Regions from separate parts of the Sus scrofa genome. Here regions 1 and 2 are each linked to region 3. Evidence: chromatin contacts called from public HiChIP or PLAC-seq data. All regions are on one chromosome and are shown on one strand. The core of a region is the stretch at or near the end of the contact, and the rest is flanking DNA. Distances in the headings are between cores, read along the strand shown.

Region 1 (2,782 bases), core at 205-2,704, 650 kb before region 3:
TAACATAGGCTTTCTTTGACACGTTTTAAATAATTTTACTAAAACTTGTAACTTTTTTTGACTGAATGTCCATGCTTACTCTCAATCCAGATCCTAACAGGAAAGGAGGAAAGCGTTCCTTTATTAAGTAAAAGTGGCCTAGACCTCGGTCGAGGAACTTTATGGGCGCCTTCAGCAGCAAATTCATAAGTATTCCCCACCCTCACTGCCTTAAAGTTGATAAGTAAGCTTGATCTAAGCAAAATCAGAGCGGCTAAGACTTTAGGAACTGCAGCCTTAAGTACAAAGTAGAAACAGAACAGGATAACATTTTCTAGGGTACAAATCACAGAATTTTAAACATTTTCGTTTCATTTACGACTACAGCTCATTAAAGCTATGTCGAACAAAATAGTAGTTCAGGGTGTAACTTATCCTTCCTAATCAAAGATGACACCGATAGTCTTATTTCCTGTGGGGATGGGTGTGGCTGAAGAGACAGTTACGTCCAAGCCATCAATCTGTGTATGGAAAAGTCTGCAAGTCTCACACACGCTGTCGCTCGCTTTACATTCGTGCCTGCACGCGGCAAGGCCTATGCTGCTGTCGGCGATGACTTGAAATAAAATATCCAACAGGCAATCTAATAGTATGTGGTTATATTTATTGCTCGAAGAAACAGTCACGCTTCTCGGTGTTTCATCTTAAGAAAAAGCTCCCAGGGATGAAACCGACTCGGAGCAACGCTGCAACTTGCAAAACTACACACAGTCAGGAAACCGGGGTGGGGGCTTACGTTCCTTCTCTAAGCACCGTTGACTCACCCTTGAAGACAACTACAAACTAAAGTGGAGAAAATCAAAGGGAAAGGCTAACCCAAAATCCGACAGCTTGAGTAACGCGGGACTGGCGTGGGGAGCTTGTTGGGGGGACGTGGAAACAGACTGTGAGCTACGGGCCCGGCGCGGTGGTCGCTGGTGGAGCGCGACTCCGAGTTGGCGTCGGCGCCCACGCCGGAACTTGGCCCCATCTGGCGGCCGCGCCGGCGCCCCAGCTTGCCCCCGCGCCCACCGCCCGCTCCTCTCGCGGCGCGCTCAGCCAACTTACCACCCAGCCCCGGCGGCCGCCGCCCAGCCCGGCGCGGAGTCCGAGACCCGCCGCCGCCGCCGCGTGCGGGTGAGTGGGGGAGGGGCTGCCGCCTCACCCCACGGGCCGGGAGAACAAAGCGGCCGCCGCGGCGGCGCTAACTTTTTCGGTGTCTGTTCCGCGCTCCCTGAGGCGACTACTTACAGAAGCGGGCTCCGCCGGTCGTGAGAAACTCCGCGCCCGCCAGCGTCTGACTCCGGGACCAGACGCCAGCGAGGCTTCACGCGCTTCGCAGAATCCCGCCCGCCTCAGGCGCCCCTTCCTCCCTCCCTCCTCCCCGTCCCGTCCTAAGGCCCGAGGGCGGGGGGCCGGGGCGTGCGGGGCGGGGGCGCGCGAGGGGCGGGGGCGCGCGGCCGGCGCGGGGGCTGTCGGGAGCTGTAGTCTCCCCGGGGGCTCGACACGGTGGTAGCCACGCGGGGATGTTGCTCACTGTCTTGACATATAGCGCAGGGCAACAGGAGCTCCGGGTGCTTTCGGGCTCGCTCTGTACCCTTCGAAGTCCTGGCGTCTCCGTGACCGCGGGGGAGCGGGCTGCGACCGTGTACTAATTCCAGTTACACACTGTCCTTGATACCCATTATTGCTACTGAACTGTTTTTGTCGTCCGCTCTGATGGAGGCGATGGTGGCCAGGGGCCAAGAGGTGATTAAGTTGGACGCGGAACTTGTAAGAGGTCTGCAGCAGAGAGCAATTTCCTCCCTGAGAAATCTTCTCACTGCTCCCCGTTTCCCTCCCGAGTGCTTGTAGTCCAGGTGGTCGCCTGGCACAGGAGCCCCGGGCATTCCACACCAAGGCAGATGCTCCGAGCGCCCTTCGCCTAAAGCAGTCTCTGAGAAGTCTCTGCTTCCAGTGTTTTTTGTGTATCCTACTTGTCTTTAAACTCGAATGTGTTACCTACCGTCGGGGTGAAGTGCAGCGAAGAGTCACCCAACCTTGGCTTCCACGTGACTTTGACAACGGTGACGGGGGACGCAGGTGGGGTGAAATTTAGAGGAAAAATACATGAGGTGAAAAATTTTACATGTTTTATGTGAGAGAAAGGCATGAGCGGCTGAGACCCATTGTTCCTAGTTCTCCTTATATCCAAATTTCATCGCAAAAGTACTCAAGTAAAATACACTGAAACAAGCAGGTGGGCCACAGTCAACAATCTATATCCATTACTACGCAGAGGTCGAAGGCAGTTTTTGAGAATAGAAAGTAAAGAAAGCTAAATGGGTCCCCACTTTTTATACCAGGTCATCACTCTTAATAGATTTCCCTGGATTTAAAGTTAAATGGAATTTTAAAATCATTTATATTAAAGATGGGCAAGTAAAATTGTGTATAACCCTGGTCTACTCTGAAGCTATAGTGTTACCCCCCCCCTTTTTTTTTCCTTTTTCTTTGTTGGATGCTCAGGGACAGGGATCAGATCCAACCCGCAGTTTCAACTTAACATTGGATCCTTAACCCAACATGCGAAGCCAGGGATCGAACCTGTGTCCCAGCACTCCAAAGATGCCTCCAATCCTGTTTCACCACAGCAGGAATTCCTGAAGCTATATTTTAAAAAGACATCTCTGAAATATTTTTGGGAATTAGAAGATACTAAGTATTTCACATTCAGTAATATCTAATTCAATCTAATTGTATTTTATACCGAGTCTTACTCTGC
Region 2 (2,700 bases), core at 113-2,612, 630 kb before region 3:
AGCTACCTAGGAAACCCACTATTTCAAGGTTGGTCTAAGCAGCAAGAGTGTAAAAAATGTATTGGGAGATGTGACAGTAGTTTTGTTCTGAATGTATACCAGTATTCTGAGGTGGTCTGATTATCAGAAGCACTGTCCATGGATGTACTAAAGAAGCTATTTAATTTTGTTTGCACCTGAAGATTTGAATTGCTACTCTAAACTCTGAGACACGAATAGGATTAGTAATTCTGAACATCAGGAAAGTAGGAATTTCCATCCTGTCTTCTCCTGTAGCTCCAGAGGAGGGCAGACGGTGTATCTCCAGGTCAACCCTTTCCCTTTTCAAACTCACTCTTATAGCCAAGCCTAAGAAGACAGAGTAGAGTGGGTGAGCCTTCTGGCGGACTCCATTACCTTCAGACCTTTGCTCTTTGGGAAGTAGGTCTGTGTCAATGTCATTATTTTGATATATTTTTTTTTCTGGGATCTAAAAGTTACTAGGAGATGACTCAGAGCAGCCCATGCCCTAATCCTCATTTTGGAAGGAAAAGAGGATGATGAAGTAATTGCCTGACAACTTAGACCAGAAACCTGCAGACAAAACTGAGATAGTGCTTGTTTCTAGGATTATCTTGGTAAGTGATTTTTGATGTTACGAAGTAAATAAGTACATTGTATTTAGGCTTTCCTTTTGTAGGGTATGGATTGGAGGAGATGGCTGCCTCAACAGCCACTGTGAACATTATCTCATTTATTTCAGATAATTTACCTCAATTATACTTCTCAGTCTGGGAGTACGATGGTCTGTCTCCTATAAGGCAAGCTAAGTATTTGTGTGTGTGTGTGTGTGTGTGTGTGTGTGAGAGAGAGAGAGAGAGAGAGAGAGAGAGAGAGAGAAAGATACGATGGGCTGTTATAAAGGATGTTTGACGGTTCCAGTTCAAGCTTTGTTTCCTCATCTGTAAAATGGAATTAATACCTACCTCACATGGTTATGAAGATTAAGTAAGGGAAAATCGTAAAAGCACCTAGGACAGTGACTGGCACATAAGTATTCAGTAAATGTAGATCCCTGTCCATCCCTTCTTAATGAGCCGTGGGAAAACACTTCCTAACCTCACAGGGTCTGAGAAACCCTCTCCCTTCCCTTTGTATTCTCAGTCACCCCCAGGCAATGGAGATTTAAAAAAAAAAAAAAAAAAGCTTCTTCCACGTCTCTTCCCTCCTTCCTTTCTTCCTCTCCTAGACAAGGAAGTGGCCGTCTCTGTTCCCATGGATTCGGAAGCCTGTGCCTCCCAGGACAGCCCAGCCTCTGGGTTGCTAAGGTGGAAGGTGGGGGTTGGAGAGAAGCGGCCTTGGCCTGCGTAGCGCAGTGGGGAGGCGACCGGGAGGCGATGGGGAGGCGGGAGCTATCGACCCAAGGGTGGAGAGGGGGGGAAGGCGAAGGACGCGCGTTCCCGGGCTCGTGACCGCCGGCGGCTCTGGGAACCCGCGTCGGGACAGTCCTGGAGAGATGACAGGCAGTGGGGACCGGCGCTTCGTGGGCACTCTCCACCTGCTGCTGCTGGTGGCCACCCTGTCCCTGGCGGCTCAGGGGGTCAGTCGGAGCGCGGCAGCATGGACCCAGGAGAAGGTGAGGGGTTGCTGCTGCGCGATTGTACCTGGGTGGCTCTTGCTGGGTGCGGGACCCAGAGCCCCAGTCTAGACAAGATGGGAGGCAAGGCAGAGCCGAGGTCCTCCCTTCCGGAGCCCCGAGAGGTCGGGGTTCTGCGTCCTCGCCAATGTTCCTCGCTGGCCGCCGGGCTGCTTTGGGTACGCCACGGGAGCTGGGTGATGTCACCGGCCTCCCCTCCGCTGCGGTCTGCTGCGGGTACTAATAGACACAGGAAGCGTGACTCGCTTTCTGCGGCGGAGCAGGGAGGTGAGGGCGCATCGCCGGTTCGCCGCCCACTCGGGAGCTGAGAGGCGCGCGGACTCCGAGCTCCCCGCCGCCAGGGAGCCGGGCGCGCCGGGAGGTGTGCCCGCTGCTGCCTCGCCCCGACATCCAAGGAAGCCCTCCCAAGGCTGAAGTTTCCAGGCAGTCAGCACGGACTAGTGTTGGTCTGTTTTAGATTTTTCAGCAGATCAGCTCTGAACGAAGGCGCGTAAATGGAGACCAGCTTTACTTTAACATTTTCTTTTTCTTCAAAGAGAGTAAAATGCAATCGTCAGGGAAATGTATCGAGTAGTAGGTGGAAATTTCACATATGGAATTTAGGATAAAAATGATCTGCAAGTTGCCTCTGCGTGCAGTAAATAGCTTCGCAATTATTCCCTTTCTTGTGTAACAGTTTTGAAATCCTGTAATTGCTAGGGACTTAAGCAAAAGTTAATGGTACTGGAGTAAAATGGTATACTTTCAAAGATACTAAATAAAGCAGCAAAGCAAAAAGCAGCAGGGATATAAACACTGATCATATTGTTTAAAAGATCTTTTGAATGGTTACAGAATGTCAGTATCAACTCAGAGGTTTGAAATACTGAGCACCCTGTGAACGTACAGGCCCTCTCAAAGCCCCATGCTCCACCGCCCAGGCACAAGCATATGTACATGAATCGCCCCTTCAGTCCTATGAGTAATACTTTTAGTTTCACCATTCAAGGGCTATAACATGCCCCACTTACACGTGGACACCACTAGCCATAGAGAACCTGGTGAGGATGAGGATAGTCAACTCA
Region 3 (2,836 bases), core at 8-2,507:
GAGGGTCGATGAATGGAGTCAATTCCCAGCCCTAACGCCCCCTGCAAGGCTCTGACAGCTGGCGTCGCAGAGGCGTGGTTCGTTTGCACACAATCACTCCAGAGTCAAAATGCGCCATCCCGCTTCTCTCTTTTTTAAAGTCTGCGTAGGGGGGAGGGGGGAAGGGCGGAGGCCGCTGGACCTGCCGGGGGCGGGGCTTGCGGGGGGGGCGGGGGCGAGACGCGCCGGGACTGCCCAAACCTCTCCCGCAGCAACTGGAGTCGCCGCGCGCGGGTGGTCACGCGAGGTTGCCCCGGCGTGCCGCGAGCTACTTTTGGCGCAGTAGCTGTCGGCTTTCCTGGAAGCCACGGTGGGAGCCTTTCCTTTGCCCGAAAACCACTCTTCCTCGCAGTCATCCCGCATCTAAGCTTGCACGGTTTCCCGGGACGCGCGCTCGAGACAGAACCAGAGCAGCCCACTGAGCTCTCGGCGGGAGCGCGCTCCACGGACCAGGCGCCCTATCTCACTTCCCTCTCAGTGACTTGAGCTTCCTTCCCCGAGAGAAAATCCCTCGGGATCCTTGGGCGCCCGAACCGGGGAAGGAAACCTGTCAGTTTGGAAAAGAGGAAAGCTCTGTCGTAATGGCGGTTTGCCTTACTGCTTCCCGGGTTGTTTTATTTTCATCTTAACGTTCTCTTTTCAAGCTCATCGGCTCGTCATATCAGGCCCTTTAGCGCACAAAGTTCTTCTTTCACCTTGCGCGGCGTGATCGAGAATCTCTAAAAGCCGCCGCTCCCCAACCCTCAGGCCCCGACCATCCTTGGCACACAAAGGCCAGCGCTGGCGCGCCGCAGCTGGCCCCGAGGTTTCCCGCGTAGAGACTCTTCCAGGTGGCGCCGCCCACTGGAGAGCGCGGAGTCTCGCAGGCTGTGTCTGAGGTCTTTGGCGCCCGGCCTGCAGCCAAGCTGGGAAGAACTCGGGGGGCGGGGGGCTCTCTGAAGATTCCTGGAGGGAGGTGGGGGAGGAGGAGGCCAATCTCGGCGCGCCTGCGAACTTTATTGGGTTGAAAAGTTTCTTCTGCTGTCGCCTCCCCCTTGCGTGCGGAGCTGTGCCTTGCGTGCGCCGCTTCTGGAAAGTCGGCTCCAGTCATATCCCTCGGCGCTTCTCACAGCACCTGACACGCCGAGGCGGCGGCGGGGGCGGCAGCTGAGGGCGGGGTGCGGGCCGCCACCACCCTCAGCGGCGCACGCACAGCCGCGCCCGCCGGGGCCTCCGCCCGAAGGCCGGATTTGGGCGCGCGTGCTCTACGAATGGGGACACTTCTTTCAAAGGGGAAGCCGGATTCGCTGGAGCTGGATAGTCTTCCCAGCTGCTGCAGCCCTTTCCAAAAAGCTAGTAGAGGAGTTCCCCAAGTGGCTTGGCGGTAACCAGCCCCGCTAGTGTCCATGAGGACGCGGGTTCTATCTCTGGCCTTGCCATGAACTGTGGTGTAGATCGTAGGTACAGCTTGGATCCCGCCTTGCTCCGGCTGTGGTATAGGCCGGCAACTATAGCACCGATTAGACCCCTAGCCTGGTGGAACTTCCATATGCCTCAGGTGCGGCTCTTGAAAGAAAGAAAAAAGAAAGAAAGAAAGGAAAGGATAGGAAAGGAAAGGAAAGGAAAGGAAAAAGCTAGTAAAGACCTTAGAAAGAGAAGGTCTTTTCCGCAAGGCTGGGGAACGGACGAGCCAGGGAGGAAAGGGTGGGGTGTAAGGTAGTTACCCAGATAGGAAGCCTCCGGGGGTCATCAAAATGTAAGTTAAGTTGATTGCTTACCACGTAACAGCTCTGTGGTTTGCGCTTTTCCGGAGGTGCTAATCTCTGTTGTTTCCTGGTGAGGTAGGGGGGTCTAGAAAGGTTATATGACTTATCCAAGATCACACGCACTGTAATAATACATTTACAATCATACGATATAATCTTAAATGATTTCTCTTTCCAAAAGTGATTGCAATGCTTGCATGGGCCAAGTGGGGGTGGTTTTCTATCTTGCCACCCTCCCTCCTACTAACTAATAAGAAGTGGAGCCAGGATTTGAACCCAAGAAGTCACACTCTAGATCTATCATACAAGTTTATATGGAAGGAAATCCTCAGATAAAAGATACAAATGCTTTCTTTCCTACTTGCCTTAAAAAAAATCAGATGAAAGAATTTTTAAAAATAGTTGTTTCGTTTACATAATTGAGGATTCTGAGGATCCTAAAGAAACAGTATGCTCAGCTTTTGCAGGTAAATCAGTTTTGAATGAGGGAGGATTGTAGACTGTGCCTCATAGCTAATTTTGGAAAACTGATTTGTTTTTTTAAAAAAGGACATCTGAAGAATCTGACTTTTTGAGAGGCTGAAACAAACAGTAAAATATCTGATAAGAAAAAACCTTTTTGTAAAATTCTCCATTCAGTAGCGTTTGAGAGGTTCTCTGGAAATGATTTCACATTTCATGATAGGGTACTCAGCTCTGTCATGAAGTTGGTTTTTGAGCAACTGAAGAAATAAGCATGGGTTTCTCAGGGCTATTTTGGCATATGTATCTTTGGAAGGGGGTTTAGTAACAGTCTTACAATGTCCAGCTTTAGCAAGACCCTATTCTAATAATTCATGTATCAGTCTCTCACTAGGCTTTAATTTAGTAGACAAGAATTGTGTATGGGTTAATGCCAATTTTAAGTTATCAACATTTCTGAAAGCTGTTATCACAATATTTCTACCAGAATCAGACAGATGGAGGTGCTTTTAAACTAAGCAAAATCCTACCTTAAGAAATACAAAACAAAACTATTCTAAAAAAAACTCCTGTTTTTAGTTCCTGAACGA

Evidence for each region. HiChIP or PLAC-seq counts read pairs in DNA pulled down with a chosen protein or histone mark.
Region 1: a contact with region 3 is called in an H3K27ac HiChIP or PLAC-seq map of alveolar macrophages. The contact joins the promoter of PRKD3 here to the promoter of LOC100625479 in region 3. A contact is called at or near these places in 2 of 5 promoter capture datasets (fetal liver and liver) and 1 of 2 datasets of contacts at active chromatin or transcription factors (alveolar macrophages).
Region 2: an H3K27ac HiChIP or PLAC-seq map of alveolar macrophages shows a contact between it and region 3. The contact joins the promoter of QPCT here to the promoter of LOC100625479 in region 3. A contact is called at or near these places in 1 of 5 promoter capture datasets (fetal liver) and 1 of 2 datasets of contacts at active chromatin or transcription factors (alveolar macrophages).

What each region holds. Positions count from the first base shown.
Region 1 is chr3:102,840,816-102,843,597 of Sscrofa11.1, reverse strand. It overlaps PRKD3 (serine/threonine-protein kinase D3), which reads right to left and starts at 1,454. Exons shown (of 19, transcript XM_013996212.2): 1 at 1,270-1,454.
Region 2 is chr3:102,821,752-102,824,451 of Sscrofa11.1, reverse strand. QPCT (glutaminyl-peptide cyclotransferase) reads left to right here and starts at 1,362. Exons shown (of 7, transcript XM_003481245.4): 1 at 1,362-1,615. The coding sequence starts at 1,496.
Region 3 is chr3:102,194,164-102,196,999 of Sscrofa11.1, reverse strand. It overlaps LOC100625479 (cytochrome P450 1B1), which reads right to left and starts at 1,257. Exons shown (of 3, transcript XM_021087620.1): 1 at 1-1,257.